Regions from separate parts of the Triticum aestivum genome. Here region 2 is linked to region 1. The links are chromatin contacts, called in public Hi-C maps. All regions are on one chromosome and are shown on one strand. The core of a region is the stretch at or near the end of the contact, and the rest is flanking DNA. Distances in the headings are between cores, read along the strand shown. Region 1 holds the start of LOC123156670 (K(+) efflux antiporter 6). Region 2 holds the start of LOC123158613 (probable inositol oxygenase).

What was found. A called contact is a pair of places that touch in the nucleus more often than the background predicts.
Region 2: a contact with region 1 is called in a Hi-C map of leaf, with 4 times the contacts expected there. The contact joins the promoter of LOC123158613 here to the promoter of LOC123156670 in region 1. A contact is called at or near these places in 2 of 5 Hi-C or Micro-C datasets (both in leaf).

The regions. Positions count from the first base shown.
Region 1 is chr7B:499,465,182-499,470,955 of IWGSC CS RefSeq v2.1, reverse strand. It overlaps LOC123156670 (K(+) efflux antiporter 6), which reads left to right and starts at 2,519. Exons shown (of 20, transcript XM_044574826.1): 1 at 2,519-2,995; 2 at 3,205-3,248; 3 at 4,274-4,332; 4 at 4,459-4,531; 5 at 4,651-4,712; 6 at 4,798-4,873; 7 at 5,013-5,087; 8 at 5,369-5,440; 9 at 5,535-5,618. The coding sequence starts at 2,680.
Region 2 is chr7B:499,727,393-499,732,764 of IWGSC CS RefSeq v2.1, reverse strand. LOC123158613 (probable inositol oxygenase) reads left to right here and starts at 3,599. Exons shown (of 10, transcript XM_044576532.1): 1 at 3,599-3,816; 2 at 4,000-4,099; 3 at 5,163-5,372. The coding sequence starts at 3,786.

The DNA.
Region 1 (5,774 bases), core at 1,270-3,769:
GGACAGCCTTTGTAGCGGTCCACACCCGTTAAACTTCCCCAATAACTGTGAATGATGCGCCTTCACGATGATCGCTGTCAACACATCCATAGCAATGACGAAAAGCAGAGGTGAGAGGGATTCACCTTGCCTTAACCCACAAGCGTGCCTAAACTTGTTCCCAGTAGATCCATTCACCACGATTCGGGAGCTGGCAGTAGACACATCATCAAAATTGCCTAGTTGGCATGTATGATACTAGCTATGATACTACCATTACAACCATACGACGAGTTGGTGGATTTATTAATAAAAGGGAACAAAATAATGAACCCAACCAACAAGCCCGGACGGAAGTGATACAATAACTAAGAGCATCTCCAGCCGCGCCCCCAACAAGGCCCCCCAGGCGACTTTTCGGCCGCCGGCGCCAAAAAATCGGCCCAGTCGCGCCCCCAAGGGCCCATTTTCGCCGGCTCGGGCCGAAATTGGCACCTGAAAAATCGTTTTTGGCGCGAAAGAGCCGCGGGCCCTCCTTGCCAGTGACTCGTATCTCTCCTCGCCGCTACGTCGTCCTCATTGCCTCGTTTCCCATGGCGAATCAATGCCAAAGCTGCCGCGCGCTGCCGCGCTGGTCAGCCTCCATTGATGCCTCACGGCTGGCGCAGTGAAGACCGGACGACGCGCGTCCCCTCGCCCGCCACACGTACACGCGGTGGCCACGCGTACGCGCGACGCCTCGGCCTATATAAGTCGACCCCCGACGCGCCGGTGACACGCACAGAGTCTCCACCGCCGATGCGCCATTGCTCCCCCTTCTTCCCTCTCCTCTCGCCGTCTCCAGTTAGCATGGCCGAGCGCTTCCCAAGCGACGGCGCGGTGGCGAACGGCTTCGGCCGCCGCCACCTTCACGAGGACGAAACTCGTCTCCTCTTCGAGGCCGAGTACCCAGTCCCGCCGGACATGCGGGTGCCCGAGGCATGGAGAATCAGCGCCCCGCGGGGTCCCGGTGCCACCGCCGCCTACCGGGGCGGCGGGGCGTGCGGAGATCGCGCGTATCCGCGCTCCCTGCCGCGGGCGGTGAGGGAAGGACCACGGTACATCCCCGACAACCCGCTTTGGGAGCCATACTTCCGCCGCCACCACGCCGAACAGCCCGAGGCCACCAACGACGTCGTGCCCTTCGGAAAGCTCAACTCCGAGGGGCGGCACCGATGGTGGGGCGTGCCCGGTCGCACGCTGGAGGCCGTCCTCGAGTACATCAAGGGCGGCAACACGCCGATGCTCGAGTACCCCGCTCCCCCGTCCTTCTCTCGCCGACGTGGGAGCTCGTGGACGCCGAGGCGCATGGAGCAGCCCAGGGCGTCCTCCTCCTCGTCCGGCCGCTCGTCCGGCTCTCCCTGCCTCCGCCCCGTCAAGCCGGAGCCCCAGGACACGCCTGTCAGCCGGCGCACCCGCAGCTCCGGCGTCTGCATCGGCGACTCCACCCCCCCTCTGGCCGCCTCGTCCTCGTGGCGCCCAAGCCGGAGCCCGGCCTCCTCGCGGAGTACGGGGAGATAGCCCGGCCCGACTTCTCCGACGAGGAGGCCCTACAGTGGACACGGGACGACTACCTCCGCGACGAGATGGTCCGGCAGCGCCGAGCCCTGGAGGAGATAGCCGCCCACAAACGTGGGCGCGAGGATGAACACGACGTCGTGATCCTTGACAGCGACGACGAAGAGGACGCCCCCGGACCGTCCAGCCCGCCGCGCCAACTGGGGGAGGGTTGCAGCAGGGACGGCGGCCGCGACGGCGGCGACGACGGCGGCGGCGACTACACGCGGTTCTACAGCCTCCTCGACATGTAGAACTGCAAGGGCGGAGGGCGGCGAGGGAGACGACGAGGAGCAGCCTAGTAGCTTTTTTTTTCTTTTTTGTAAAATATTTTTAAATATGGACGAACTGCCGAAGTTTGGTTGAATTTACGCCGTGTTTGTGCCGTAATTTAAATTTTCAAAAAAACATGGGCGTCGCGACGGGGGGCGTGATGCCCCCAGCGCGCGGTTTAACGCCGGTACGTTTCCAGAGGCGATTTTTAACGCCTCCTTAGAGCATGGTTAATAAGAGAGCCGGCTGTTGGCTATATGCCAAGGCCATGTCACATACAACCTTCATTACAGCCCACTTGTACAATAGATTGACTATACACTGGCTATTAGAATGACTATAGTAATCAATGTTTGCATGTGCATGGAGACAAGGAAGCTCACCTGATTGGGAGAGAAGAAAGAACGCCCAGCTTTTTACCTTGCACACGACTGCATGTGGGTTACTTTTTCTTGTTTCTAGAGCTAGAGCCGGCGATGAGTGAAGCGCCCGCTTCCTTCTCTTTCTTTCCTTCTTTCTCTTTCAGCTAGGATATTGATGATGTGGAATGGCTTATAGCCTGCTGATTAGGATTTATTGTACTTGCTCTTAGGGGCCAACGGCTGGAGATGCTCTAACAAAAATGAAGACTGCTTCCCCTACAAATCGCTGCTCTGCTTCCGCCGGCTGCACCTCCAACCTGCACGCACAGTCACGCACAACTCACGCATTCCCCCCACTTTCTTTCTTCCCCGACACGGGCACGCACGCACACGGCTGCCCTGCGCCCACACACGCTTCGGCCCTTCCTTCCAAAATCTAAACCCCACTCCGACCGCCCCCCCTCCGGCGATGCTGATGCGTCGCCGCCGCCAGCGCCCGGTCCTCCCCCGCCTCCTCCTCGCCACCCTGCTCATCGCGTCGGCCGTCGCATTCCTCCCCCGCGCGGCCGGCGACGCGGCCGAGGCGGGCGACGAGGGCCGCGTGGGCGAGGCGGTCGCGGCGGTGGAGCGCGCCGACGCCGCGGCCGCGGCCCTGGGGGCCGCCGAGGCCGGCGGGGAGGCGGCTCAGGGCAATGCCACGACCAAGGAGCACAGCCTCGCCGACATGATCGACCGCGCGCTGGAGAAGGAGTTCCCCGACTCGGAGGGCGACCAGGGCGGCGGAGGTGCGTGGATCTGACTCCCGACGTTCTCCCCGCGATCCGCCTCGTTGGCTCCCGTGGCGCGGGGATCTGGTTTGGGCGCGTGTCGGCGGCCGGCCGCCTAGATCTCGGCCCCGGCTGCTGCGCTCTGCTGGGAATTGACCAATCCTGCCTGTTTTTCGGTGTTTGGATTGAACTGCCTCGTCCTAATCTCTCCTGCTATGATTTTGCAGAGACGGACCCCGGCAGCTTCAACAACACGGTCGCGGAGAAGCAGGTGATTCATCTGCGCAGTTTTGTTTGTGTGTGGTCGGATTGTTCGTTGACAATGATTATGGAACCTGGTTAAAATTTTGCATTATTACGATGTTCATGAAATGGTTGTTCAGGCCTTGCCGACTCTCTAGATTTAGGAGAATACTTAATTATATGCGCGCTTTAACTTCTAAATTGGTCTCCTTTTACATGCTGTTTAATTTCATAAATATAACTAGCGTTGATACGACTGAATATGTATTGCATGCGTGGAATATCATCGATGTCTTGGATGGAATTGACATTTGGACAGAGGTTACACCATGAATAATGACGAAGCATTCAGTTATCCTTCCATGTATCATTCTGTAGGTTTTGCACCTGTTGACCAATTATTCAGCCTACTGGCCTTTTGACTTAGTGAAATTAAAGGAGTTGATGTTTTCCTAATGCCGACTACAATACCTTGAATGGTGTTTACTGTGCTAGGTTAGATTATGAATCAAAAACTAATATTTGCTTATGGTACCTGACTAACTTTGTGAAACAATTGTTGTGGTGTAAGTTATTACTCCCTCCGTCCGGAAATACTTGTCATCAAAATGAATAAAAGGGGATGTATCTAGATGTATTTTAGTTTTAGATACATCCTTTTTTGTCCATTTTAATGACAAGTATTTTCGGACGGAGGGAGTACTTACTAATAGAACTCATTTGAGTTTTGCATAAATCTCCTAGTGCTGTGTTCCAGCTGACAGTCATTTAGTCATTTGATCTTCTACATGATACACCTATGATCTACAGCTACTTCGAGTTGCATCCAACTATCCTATTATATTTCTCAATTCTGTGTTCAGTTACGTTCTCAATTTGTAGATATACCACCCTTCCATTTTGAAGCAAATAATGGTTTTTATGTGGATATAAATTGCAAAAAGTTGATGCATTCATACTTTATATCTCCAGTCGCACTGCACTTGGCTCGTGTTGCTCTTGTTTGTGTAAAATTGCTGGTTATACTTATCTTGTTTTGTACTACCCTGCCAGGGAGTTCTGGAAACTGTGGCCAGAAGAGTAACGAAGAAGAATGAGACCAAAGACAATAAGTATGTTCCTATTATATATTTGACTATTTTTCTGTTTCTCTGTGAAGTGGATTTAAGTATTTAACCTTTATGATTATTTCACAATCAGTAGCAAATATCCCAAGTTTACGTTTTTTCAATCCCCAGCTCATTCCCATTCAAGGAGGTTTTCTTGGATCGGTCAGAGCAAGAGGATGTTCCCACGTTGATTGATCGGAAGGTACAGGCGCTATAATTCATTGCAGATTTTTTTTAAGCTTTTTTGCTGTGAATGCAATAGTGTTATTTTATTTTACTCTGTTTTACCTGTGTGCTGTATTAACACAACTGCAATTCCAGGATAATGTTTTTATTATATCAAATCGGAAGTCAAAGTACCCTGTACTGCAGCTGGACCTTACGTATGTGACCTAATTATTGCTGAGGATGAGCAAAAATAAAGTATCTGCCTTACTCATAACTTGGTTTGTATGTGAATTACTGTAGGTTGATCTCAGATCTTGTTGTCGTTATTGTATCTGCTACTTGTGGTGGAATTGCCTTTGCTTGCCTTGGACAACCAGTGAGTGCTTCTTTTGTCTCAAATCTCATTTCTGCGCGATTATGTGTATGGACTATGTAAGACATACATTTTTATATGGCTATTTATAATATACTTAAGATTACGAGTGACCTAAAGAAATTAAAAAAATACTTTGCAGGTCATTACAGGTTATTTGCTTGCTGGTTCTATAATTGGCCCTGGAGGTTTTAGCTTTGTCAACGAACTGGTGCAAGTAGGGTGCTTTTGCTTTGTTGGTTGCTTTTCTTGATGTTTAGTTGTCATTATTCTTATATGAAAAATTGCATGCACTTTTGTCCAACCATTTCACTGCTTCAGCAGATGATCAGATCATGCCTGATATATTATATACAATTAATCTTAAACGTAGTAATGAATGTTTACTTTTGACTTGTTTTCATACCCTACCAAGTTTACGAGAACATTTCATAATGAGTATATGTGATTGTGTGCATTTCGCGCAATTAATAATATGATTTCTGCTTTTTCTTCCAGGTTGAGACAGTAGCTCAGTTTGGTGTGATATTTCTCCTTTTTGCTCTAGGACTTGAGTTTTCTACCGCAAAAGTATCCATCTTTGTTTTCTAATACATTTATTAGATATTTGTAGCAATGTCAATATGCAGTTAACTAAATAAATGGTGTTTCAACTTTGTCTCAGCTACGAGCTGTACGCGCAGTTGCCGTTCTTGGAGGATTGCTGCAAATTATACTTTTTATGTTCCTTTGTGGTATTTCTGCGACGGTATGTTTATGTCTTTGCTGCTCATGCTATGATGAAAAATTATTTGAATTGCAATTATTTGCTGCACGAACAAGATCTATTGTTTAGATTCATTTGCATGTTCCACAATTGACGTGAAGAGATCACTAGTATATTGCCATTGATGCAATCAAGTTC
Region 2 (5,372 bases), core at 2,350-4,849, 260 kb before region 1:
TGACAAATCCCAGTCTCGATTCGTGCCAACCCAACTGACACTTTCGGAGATACCTATAGTGCACCTTTATAGCCACCCAGTTACGTTGTGACGTTTGGTACACCCAAAGCATTACTACGGTATCCGGGGGTTGCACAATCTCATGGTCTAAGGAAATGATACTTGACATTAAAAAAGCTTTAGCATACGAACTACGATCTTTGTGCTAGGCTTAGGATTGGGTCTTGTCCATCACATCATTCTCCTAATGATGTGATCCCGTTATCAACGACATCCAATGTCCATGGTCAGGAAACCGTAACCATCTGTTGATCAACGAGCTAGTCAACTAGAGGCTTACTAGGGACATGGTGTTGTCTATGTACCCACACATGTATCTGAGTTTCCTATCAATACAATTATAGCATGGATAATAAACGATTATCATGAACAAGGAAATATAATAATAACTAATTTATTATTGCCTCTAGGGCATATTTCCAACAAAAACTACAAGGTCGAAACTACAATATGGAAACTACTAGCATCAAGATTTGTTTTCAACATATTTTTCTCCCAAAATTATCAAGCCTGCGATGTGTGAGTTATCAAGCTATTCGCACAAAAAAATAACCAAGGGGTATTTCATCAACGTGCCTCCCTCCACCCGGTCGCCAAATTTATCAAGACCTATGCACATAAGTTATCAGGTCAGCTATGTGTGAGTTACCGTGATAGCAAGAAGAATTTTTATAAATCACTTCGGGTGAGCGGGGCCTTCAAGCGGCCTCAATACGCTGGGGTTGTAAATGACATACATATATTCACATAAAAGTTATCGGAGTATATTTCATCACCTATATTGGCCAAAAAGTTATCAAGACCGGGTTGCATAAGTTATCAGGTCTCCAATGTATGAGTTATCATGCTATTCACACCAAAAAGTTCCTGGGGGATGTTTCATCAACACCCACCCCTACGCCAAAGTTATCAGGACTAAGTTATATAAGTTATCAGATCTGTGATATACGAGTTATCAGGTCTATGATGTGTGAGTTACCGTGTTGTTCACACAAAAAGTTACTGAGTGGATGTTTCATCAACTCCCCCCTCACCCCCACCCCCGCACGAAAATTAATAGGGTGTTATCAACTTGAGACTCATGAAACTAGATATCATGATGATTGTACGTGAGTTATTGGAGAAATCCAAAGAAAAAGAACAAGAAATTTTTTTCATTTCTTTTCTCATATAGTAGTAAAAAGGTACACTCATTGTCTTTTGATAGAGAACAATCCAGAGTACTTCCGATGATGATTTCAAGAAAACTCGTGCCAACCAAATCGCAACACATGCCGTGTCCTCGTGGCTGTCAGCACCAGGATTCTACCATCAGGTCGCTGGTTCGACTCCCGGCTGCTCTTTTTGTGCGAGAATTAAAATTGGAAAGGAAAGGCAGAGTGGCAGACGCCGGATTCTCTCGCTAAACGCATCGTCCGAATATCTCGCTAACCACCAGTCGACTGGTCATTAGATTTCTTGTAATAAAATATAAAAATATATTTCATGCGATCTAATGATGTTGATTTTGTATTCTAGATGTTGATACTTACCAAAGATTTAAAAGATCGACATTTGTACAAATGTATACACCTTTTATATTTTAGAATTGGGACGTGGGGGTGGGACAAGGGAGGAATCCTAAACGCACAGATGGATACAAACGGAGGTTTTACGCACCCCCCATACTAATAACTAATAACCTCCCCCCCCCCCCCCCCCCCCCCCCCAAATTTCATTGAGAGAACGACACCTAATGTCAGTCATTTTGAATCCGTAAAAAACTGTCTGTCCATCACTATAGCATCACTCGTCTTTTTATGCCCAACCAGAAGATAAATACTTCCTTCACTCGTAGAGTTTCAAAATTGAGGGTGGAACACATGGTTGCAATATCATGCCCATTTGAAGAGAAAATAATTTAATTTGTACAAAATATGTGTGAATGCACCATGGCAAATACAAAACATTGTCTCCAATAGGTTGGAGTGAATGAGCACTTTCTTTAAGTGTACGCATAAGCATTAGTTCTTGCCCTTTCAATTTCAAAATGTTATTTAGGAAAATCATCTAGTATTTTTTCATATGAATCAAACAACTCAGATAGAAAAAAAGAATCATAAGATCTCAACCCTCTATTCTTCTGATAAAAACCGATTGAATTAAACTGGCCTTAAGTTTTTCTTTTTCTTCTTTTTTTGTTCTTGGCAGAAGAAGAGGCCATAAGCTGTCGGTTTAATACCTCTCGCACAAGATATTCGTATATTACTAATAACAAAGCAAATTCTGGATGAGAAAGGGAGTGAAAATAGACCCCAGGAAAACCGAAGAAAACACACGACATGAGTCGTTCCTATCATCCACAGGTATAGCCCCACGCCATGGCTGAGTCACTGACCCACTTAATAAATCCAAAATCTCAAAGCGCCTTGACGGTGGAGGAGAGTGCAGATAGGGAGCGGCAACGGTGGAATGCTGTGAGCCTGGAGGAGTTCGCGGACTCAGGCGTCCCGCCAAGGCAAATCCTCAAGGACCGGGAGCTCGCAACGGCCTGGATCATCGACCGGTCGACCACCACGGTCGAGACAAGCAAGTTCTCCGCCGCCTCGACGCGGAGATAGTGAAGTACGACTAGAAGTGGTCTCTGAGTGAGACCACCGCCGCTCCTGCCTCTGGCAAGTCCCGCCGCCCGTCTCTCGAGGAGGGGGGGGGGGGTGGCGAAGGGAATCCTAGATGCACGGATGGGTACTAACGGAGGTAATATGGACCCCCCCCCCCCCGAATTTCATGTGGGTGGGACCCTCCTTCCTCCTTAATCTTCATTGAGAAAATGACACCTAATGCCAGTCATTTTGAATCCATAAAAACATGTTTGTTCTGTCACTGCAACATTACTCGTCTTTTTATGGCCAACCAAAATGTAAAACATAAAGATAAAGACTTCCTTCATTCATAGAGTTTCAAAACTAGGGGGGTGGGGGCACATGGCTGGAATTTCATGCCCATTTGAATAGTACATGATTAATTTTACCAAAATATGTGTTGAAGTGAATGAGCCTTTCTTTAAGCGTCCGCATAAGCATTGGTTCGTGCCCTTCCAGTTTCAAAACGTTATTTAGGAAAATTATCTAGTATTTTGTCATATAAATCAAACAACTCACATATAAAAAATTCATAAGATCTCAACCCTCTGAATTAAAGTGGCCTTAAGTTTTTCTTTTTCTTCTTTTTCGTTATAGCCAGAGGAAGAGGCCACAAGCTGCCAGTTTAATACCTCTTGCACAAAAATACTCCCTCCGTAAAATAATATATAGGGTGTAATAAAATATATTAATAACAGAGCGAAAACCGGACGAGGAAGGAAATGAAAATAGGCCCTAGCAAAAAGGCAGAAAACAGACGGCATGAGCTGTTGCTGTCATCCACAGGCGTAGCTCCACGCCATGGCTGAGTCACTGACCCCCTTTAATAAATCCAAAATCCGAAGGATAGCGCCATCAACACGCCGTCACGTTTCACTCTTCGGCTCCTACATCCCCCTCCGGCCTCCGTTGCCATCTCTCCCACCCCAACAACCACTCGCTGACGCCCAGGCCCCTCCTCCCCTCGGCCCTCCTATAAATACCGCTCGCGATTTGCCGCCTGCAGAGCAGAGCCGAGCATACCCATTACCGTCTTCTTGGACCCTGCTTCTCTGCCGTCCTCGCCGCTGCGAGCTCCGATCGGCAATCTTTTCTCCGTTCAAGATGACCATCATCATCGAGCAGCCTCAGTTTGGTGAGACTCTTCTTACCCATATCATTTGCGTGCTCCTCTCTCTGCTTCTTCTTCTTGAATAATTCCCTTGCCTGTTCTTGTTGAGTTTCTGTTCATGTTTCTTGGAGGTTGAGTGCGCAAACAGAACGTCGTGGGATAGGCGTGGTGCTGAATTTAGCTCGAATTTCTGTTGGCCGGTTGCAGATGCGGCGGCGGAGAGGAAGGTCGCCGGCGACCAGGGGGAGCTCGTGCTCGACGGCGGCTTCACCGTGCCGGACTCCAACGCCTTCGGCCACACCTTCAGGTGAGTTCTCATGGGTTTTCTTTCCTCGAGCTCCCATGGTTCTTGGATGAAAAAAATCATCAATTCAAGTGAGACGTTTTAAGGCGTGAACCATGTTTCTCCTGTTGAAATTTTGTTTATGTCCCACGAGAAAGGACAAAACAAAGGGACTAGCTAGGGGGCAGTCTGCTGAAATTTCTGAAGCCTTAGAGCGAAAACAAGCGCACCACATTATGTCTTCTTCCTCCAACCATTCTCTCCCTAACAGATCGTGTTCTGTCCTGTATTCTTCTGCCTCCCGCCACCTACTGCCACCGGCACGGCCGCATGCTGCCGCCACTCGCGGCCGGCGGCGCTCCAGCGACAACCTCGCCGCACCGCCCTCCCCTCAACCTCTCCCCACCATCATGCTTGCCTTCGCCCCGGAGCATCCCTCTAAACAGGCGAACCACGTGAGATTTTCGGATGAACCTGCACCCCCGCAGCACCCCTAAGATAGACAAGGAAGTTGCTTCCCCATGCACCCTCTGCATCCCTAAGATAGAAAAGGAGGTTGTTGCTTCCTCTGCACCCCCCTCGCCCCCACCCTAAGATAGACAAGAATGTTATGCATAACGGTATTGGTAAGAACCTCCTAGAAGCAGCTGAAACCAATAACACGCTGTCCTCCTGCTAGGGAAATTGACTAAAATTGGAGTAGCAGAAGTTAAACTGGGCAAGAATCTTATCATTTTCGCAGAAAGAAAAAAGAAAAGAAAAACTTGACAAGAAACTCCCACTGGATATGCTAGGAAATTGAGTAAAATGTCCATCAGAAACATTTCTCTGTATCTCAGCTTTCAAAGTCTTCCGTTTTTTACTTTCCGCGATAAGCAGAGCTCGCACGGCAGGGCATTGTCTCCACACGCACTCCATGCCACATGCTTATCAAACCTTTCCGCGTATCAAATTGATAACTACTACAACCCCTGTTCCTAAATATAAGACGTTTTGGCTGTTCAGTTAAACTGCGAAAACGTCTTACATTTAGATATAGAAGTGGTATATGAACAATACTGAAGTGGGAACTGATACATGCCTCCAGGGACTACGACGCGGAGTCGGAGCGGAAGAAGACGGTGGAGGAGTTCTACCGCGTGAACCACATCAACCAGACGTACGAGTTTGTGCAGCGGATGCGGGATGCATATGGGCGGCTGGACAAGACGGAGATGAGCATCTGGGAGTGCATCGAGCTGCTCAACGAGTTCATAGACGACAGCGACCCTGACCTGGACATGCCACAGATTGAGCA